2 separate regions of the Mus musculus genome follow, and region 2 is linked to region 1. The links are chromatin contacts, called in public HiChIP or PLAC-seq maps. All regions are on one chromosome and are shown on one strand. The core of a region is the stretch at or near the end of the contact, and the rest is flanking DNA. Distances in the headings are between cores, read along the strand shown.

The links. HiChIP or PLAC-seq counts read pairs in DNA pulled down with a chosen protein or histone mark.
Region 2: an H3K27ac HiChIP or PLAC-seq map of microglia shows a contact between it and region 1, with 5 times the contacts expected there. The contact joins two enhancer-like sites. A contact is called at or near these places in 2 of 115 datasets of contacts at active chromatin or transcription factors (microglia and pancreatic cancer cells).

What each region holds. Positions count from the first base shown.
Region 1 is chr2:101,731,213-101,734,516 of GRCm38.p6, forward strand. The region is part of intron 7 of Prr5l (proline rich 5 like); the gene reads right to left. Among named protein-coding and RNA genes, the nearest start is that of Traf6, 54 kb to the left of the region's middle. Within about 2 kb of position 1,774, at least 116 of the 459 cell types and tissues checked have an H3K27ac peak or open chromatin away from gene starts, as enhancers often do. A contact at or near this core is called in microglia, where this site is marked.
Region 2 is chr2:102,037,732-102,041,035 of GRCm38.p6, forward strand. The region is part of intron 4 of Ldlrad3 (low density lipoprotein receptor class A domain containing 3); the gene reads right to left. Among named protein-coding and RNA genes, the nearest start is that of Gm39888, 47 kb to the left of the region's middle. Within about 2 kb of position 1,785, at least 161 of the 459 cell types and tissues checked have an H3K27ac peak or open chromatin away from gene starts, as enhancers often do. A contact at or near this core is called in microglia, where this site is marked.

The DNA of each region.
Region 1 (3,304 bases), core at 524-3,023:
ACCCAGAGACCAGAAAGGACAAAGGCCTAGGCAGGGAAAAAAAGGAGACATGACAGCCAAAACTGGAGGGGAGTTGTAATACATCTGCTTTCTAGAAAACCAGCAGGCTCCTTGTGAACTGTTTCTCACTGCAGGGGGCTTGAAAGTATGCCCTCCTGTTGAGGGGTAGCAAAGACCCAGAGACCAGAAAGGAATAAGGGCCTGAGAGGGAAAAGAGACTTCAGAGGACTCTGTGCTTACCCAGAAAGAGTATCTCCTCAAATTCACAGAAGAGATCCTGAATGGTTTCCCCGTAAAAAGCTAAAGCTCACCACAGCCCTGCAAGTTGTCTGTGGAGTGAAGCAAGTGGGGCCAGCTCCTGCAGATTAGGGATCCATGGTTGAGATGTGGTTCCCAAGTAAATGGGCTTTTCCTTGGCCCTTTTCTGCTACACCAAATGAGGCACAGATGCCTGGGTGTTGGATGGTTTAAGGAAACAAGAAACCTGAAAAGAGGCTACAGATTATATGCAAATTTGACAAAATATAAGCAGGGTTTGCAGTCTGAGACTAAAAAGGGAAGGGAAGAGACAGATGTGGAGAGAGTGACTATATTGGGATGAGCTTGACTGTGGTGCTAGAAACAGGCTTGGCGATTCTCTACCCCCTCTGTCCCAGCTCCACCCTCCCTGAGCTCAGGTAGCAGAATGTTTAGTGTTGGAAAGGAGGGGGGGAGGGGGTGGGACAGGAAGGAAGGCTGAGAGGTGGAGAGAGTAAAAAAGACTAGGACTGGTTGACTGACCCAGCTCACACAGTTCAGTTTATACTCCTGAGTTAGTTAGCCAACTAACTCTCTGACCTTCCAGTACCCTGACGTGGGAAGAACAGGAAGATCCACAGTGGGGACTGTTTCATGGCCCAGTTTTCCAGAACCTCAACACAGCCATGGAACTTCTCAGGCTATATTCCTCACTTCTAAAGGAAGAAGCCATCATGGGACTCAGGCCAGGGATCTTGGGTTCTTCCTAACTGGTTCCATCACTTTCTGAGCCATGCTCAATGAGCACCTACTTTTATGACCAAGGGTGCTGAGGGCACAGCATAGGGAAGAAGTTTAAGAGTTGCTCTGGACAACAGTGTTTAGAGCAGAGAAAAAAATGAGCACCAAGACCCTAGCCCTGCAGGGACCAGGAAGGCCACAGCACAGGTCAGCATTAGAGAGTCAGGTTCTAATGTCTGATGGAGGGATGAAGGGGCTTTAGGCCCAGGGACACACTTGAGCAGATTCCCTAAGATCAGCTGCAAAGAACTGCATATACACACCGTGGTGGGGAAAGGGGACAGGCCAGAGTAGATAGACATTCTGGTACACCTTCAGAGACTTTAAGGGGGGTGATGTCATGTATTGTTGGGTTGTTCCACACAAACCCCAGAACCTCAAAAGGCTTTTGTTACAGAAACAGGTCTGCATGCTCCACTTTCAGATGGGGAGGGTCCTCAAAAGGCAGCCATGACCATACATGGAAAGAGATGTATGGTAGTTAAACTTGACTGTCACTATGGAAACACCCCTTGGGCAGCATATCTAGGTTAATAGGGGTGGGAAGACCCACCCACCTCACGCACAGAGCCATTGCCTGGGCTGTGGTCTCAGGCTGCATAGAAAGAGGAAGCCAGCTGAACACCAGCATTCATCTCTCTCTACTTGCTGATACAGATACAAGATACAGCGTGGCCAGCTGCCTCACCTTCCCGTTACTGTGCCTTCTCCGCAACGATGACTGTAAGCTTAAGTAAGCAGTTCCCCTTCTAAGTTGTGTTTGTCAGGTATTTTGACACAGCTGAAGGGGAAGTAAGTAATACTGGATGGCGTTATAAGTCAAAACAGAAACAGAAAGTGGAGTCCAGCCTCCTAACCTCAGTCCTAGAATCCTCAGGGGCTCCTTTTCCACGCTCCATATTTGGGAGCTAAGCCCTGAATTCAGCATTTCAGATGTAAGCTGCGGGCGCTTTGCCACGCCCATCCTCCTATCTACAAAAAGGCTAGCTCTAGAAAGATACCCACCCTTATCTCTAAGATGACCCTGCCTCCTTTCTTATTACAGGAAAGGGGAATACGCTGAGGATAGCCCCAAGAGAGTCAAAAGCACAGCAGTGGGGGGCGGGGGGGGGGGGAGATGGGGCTGGTGATATCTCATTAGTCAACAGGAGCCTGATGGAGGAACCTGAGACTGTACACCCATCCATGGGAAAGAGCTCCCTGGGGCATGTTGGTTCCATCTGACCACATTCAAGGTCATAGTTGATTGGGCAAACGGGAGATCCAAGCCCAACATGTGCCAACCAGATAGATCCCTCCCTACAGAAGGGATCAGGATGCTCACAGTTCTGCATCTGAGAATCTTACTACCTCCTACCAGCTGAGAAATTTCACTCAACTGCATAAGAGTCCTGTCCTGTTTTTGTTTCCTCATCTGGAGCATGGGAATAACAACAACGCTGACCTCATAAAAGGGCTTATTTGGACTGTTTAAGAAAAACAGAACATTTATAGTCCTTGTGCCTGCACCTGGCAAACAACCAGAGCCGGAGAAGTGTTAGCTCATCTTCCTGTTGCTGATTTAAGACTGGGATGAGAAGACAGGATGGAGCCATCTGGGTAGTGTCTCCCTGGAAACAAACACCATGGCATGTCACATCTAATCTGGTCCAAATAATTCCACAAACAGAGAAAAGACCAAGTCTAAGAGCATCCGGGCAAGGCCACAAGAGAAGGCATCAGAGAAAAATCAGGAAGAATGATCCAAACAGAGACCAAGAAGTGACCAGAGCTCGGAGACCTGACATGGTCTTGCTTTTTCATGAAGCCCATCTAGGAGTTCTAGTTCTCTCTTGACTCAATGACAGCAGATACTTTGTCATCGTTTTCAATCCTTGGCTCCTTGGCATAGTTTAAGGGCTGACAAGGATGTGTACCCTTCACTAGCCGGCACCACAATAAATGGTTACTTTTGTGCTCAAGACTCTGGGCTGGGCGCTGAAGGTACAAGCAGGAGAAGAAATTTAGTATCTGTCTTGACTATCCCAAACAACGGTGTTCAGGGCAGAGGGAATGTGGGTACCCAAATCTCACCCGAGGGATGGAGAAAGCCACAGCTCCCAGGAAATCAGGCTCCAGGTGTTTAGTTCTTTCCTGACTCCAAGACTAGCCCTAAGTAGAGCAATAGGGTCCTGACAGGTGCACAGCAAAGGTACAGGAACCGGTGAACCAAGAAACATGGACAAACAAGCAGAAGAATGCACGGCTCTGCCACAGGGCTCTGTGA
Region 2 (3,304 bases), core at 535-3,034, 310 kb after region 1:
TTGGGAGGTAAAGACAGGAGGATTCCTGGGGTTCACTGACCAACCTACCCTGGGCGAACCAATGGGTGTTAGTTCTTCAGGAGAAAGGTAGGTAGAGTAAAAAGAATTTTTTACTCTGCTTCTCTTATTCATACATATATACATGTATGCATATATATGTATATAATATATATGTATACACACACACACAAATGCTACAAAATAAGTTTTAAAGAAAGAGTTCTGATTCTAGGACATGTGTTGAGATATCTAAACATCTGCAGAGCCCAATAAGGCATAGTTACAGCAGTCCCAACCTGGGTGGCTTCCATCAAGTAGCTAAGTCCCTGGCTGCATCTGTAAAACAGCAGCAATGATATCCAACTCATAAGGCTGTCATATTAGAAGATTTAAGGCCTCTTAGGATAGTGCCAGGGTCACAGGAGGTCTTGCTTTTACATTCCCTGGTAGACAGACTGTGCCCCTAAACTTCAGGTTACCCCACATATTCATTTGGATGTCTATTTGAGGGGAGGAGGTGAGCCTGATAAGGGTAGAGCTGAGAAACAGAAGGGATGAGGCAAAATTAATCTGTGATCAATACTGCTTGTGGCCATTATGGTGACAGGCAGCAGATAAACACATAAATAGAACCGAAGACCAGCTAACCCCGCCAGCTGTTGCCATCAGCCACTTTGCCCAATTACGCAGGCTGTCGCATAGCCTTCTATCATTAGGCACTCAGTGACATTTTATTTGTGGCTGTCCTCCTCCCTCCCTATTGTATTTAGTCGGCTTTCATCTGGGAAGGTCTAGCTAGCCTCACTCGAGGCTCTGACTTGCGGTAATTTAGAGTTAAGCATTATTTTATAGTCTATGTAAATAATGAGTTAGAAGCAGGCTGGATAAAAGGCAATGCCTGCTTCAGCCAGAGCCTCAGCAGACTGCGGGAGGCTGGGTGGCTGGCACAGACTCTCCCTTAGTCAGGTGCTTGGACAGAAACGGGCCTCAGTCTGGCTGGTCTCCCAGAAGATAAAACAACAGCTGAGCAATGGGCCAGTGTTTCTGGCTAAGGGTCCCCCTTCCCCCAATTTTCTACAATCCTACTCCCAATGATTCATCCCCGTTCTGTGACTACAAGCTTGGCCAAGCCACCTTTCTTTTTTATTTTTTAAAGAATTATTTATTTCTTTTATGTATAATAGTACACGGTAGCTATCTTCAGACACACCAGCAGAGGGCATTGTAGATGGTTGTGAGCCATCATGTGGTTGCTGGGAATTGAACTCAGGACCTCTGGAAGAGCAGTCAGTTCTTTTAACCACTGAGCCATCTCTCGAGCCCCAGTTTTTCTTACTAGAAACAGAGTTATTTCCTATTTCCACACCCCACTAGGCTAGGGCTTGACCACATGACTTGGCTTAGCCAAAGCATCTGTGGAATATGGTATGAGCAGAAAGTTAAGACATTCTTGAGCCAGCGTGCATACCTATCACTCTCCAAAGATGGACAGTGATACAGCGTGGAGGCAATGGAGGTAGGACAGAGCTGAGCCCGGTTTACAGACTGGAGCTACTTGTGGCAGAAAGGAGCCCTGCTACAGACTGGGTGCAACAGGCTGATAAAACATATACTAACACCCATTGGGGCTAGGAGTCCTAGGTCCTGCGTTCTATTCCCAGCAACCCCTCCCTTACTCAAAAGAGTAAAGAAAACAGAAAGGGGAAGCAAGTGCCTAGTGGTATGTGCTGCATATGGCCTGCCTGCCTGCCTGCCTGCCCACTCTGCTATGGGGTGGGGTGTAAGGAGAAGCAGCTGGGCAGGAAATGTTTTGTTCACCCATCACTTTCACTGGGTTATGGGTGTCTCTGTCTGGGGCTGGATCACCTGCATCTAAGCTGCTTCCTGCTTAACAATAGTCTTCACAACAGCAGCAAGCAAGCACACTACAACGAATGACTGCTGGGATGTGTTACAGGACCTACTCTACGGTCAGGTCAGTCTCCTTACCCTTATTTCAACAGTCACAATGAAAAATGGGACAAGTCTAGTTCCCATTTTAAAGAGAGACTGAAGTATGGGACTGTTCCCCCTTGAGTTATAAACAGAGCTGAATTGGGTCCCCAACCCCACGTTGAGCACCATTGCCTTGACAGCTACTCCCAGACTCCGGATGGATTTGGCAAAAGGTTCAACCCAACCCTTGCTTTCAACATCATCTTATAAGCCTGTACTTTCCTGTGTGCCCTTCCCACCCAAACCAGGCTGCAAGATACTGGGATGCATGGCAGGTACTTTGTCCAGCAGTAGCTGGGGGCTTAGCTGAGTCACAGAGTAAGGCTCTGTCATCTGCTTAATGGCTTTACACAAGTCCCATCATGTCCCTACAGCTCATTTTCCCCCTCTATAAATAGAGGGGTCTTAGTGATAAGAATGGCTTCCTTAGAAGCTTACAGTGTGTGTGTGTGTGTGTGTGTGTGTGTGTGTGTGTGTGTGTGATGCTAATGGCAGGGCCTGGCACACAGGGAGGGCCCAGGAACCTTTGCTCTTTGATGGGCTGCGAGTGGCAGGAGGTGAAGTTCTGAGGGAGATGGTGTCATGACTTCTGCTCTTCTGCCCTGCTCAGTCTTGAGAAGGAGGCAGCCATCTGATCTCAACACTGTACACTGTGCAGGAAGCCGAGATGCACAACACTTGTAGTGTAAATAGAGGCTGTCCATTCCAAGGACAAATAGTGAGCCACCGAGCTCTCTGCTTACAGTATCTGCTGCTGCCCAAGTCCCCTGCCTGTTTTTTGACTTTCAAGTTGCACCACATTTATCCCCAAGAATAATAATTTACTAAACATGCCAACCCATATAGTAGAGGGAGATGAGCCAGTGGGGGTGGGGTGGGGTGGTGCTGCTGCCGCAACTAGCCCATTTCATGCTGGGGTAGATGCCCTCTGTTCTCCTATACATCTATATGCAGAAGTTCATTTTCCAACTGCACAGACCACTGACAGGCAGCAACGCACGCTTATGAACCTCCATCTATATTCCAGCCTGGGTGCCCCCACTCCGCTCCTGCTCTCTGCTCCCATGTTAGGCAATTCCTCTCCCTTGGTGCCCCTGGCTGCCGCCATCATTCTCACTTAGGCAAACTCTATCTATGTATTTCATTCCTCTAATTTTCTCCCATAAATCAATCCTCCCTCCCCTTGGCTGCTGCTGTTCTGTCTGGATTGTGCTTCTAGTGAGTTGTTCATTTCATCCAATTGTGTATTCAATGAAGGGTTATGAAGTGCCAGCTACGGGCAGGGTACGAGGGGGAGAGGAGTGAAGTA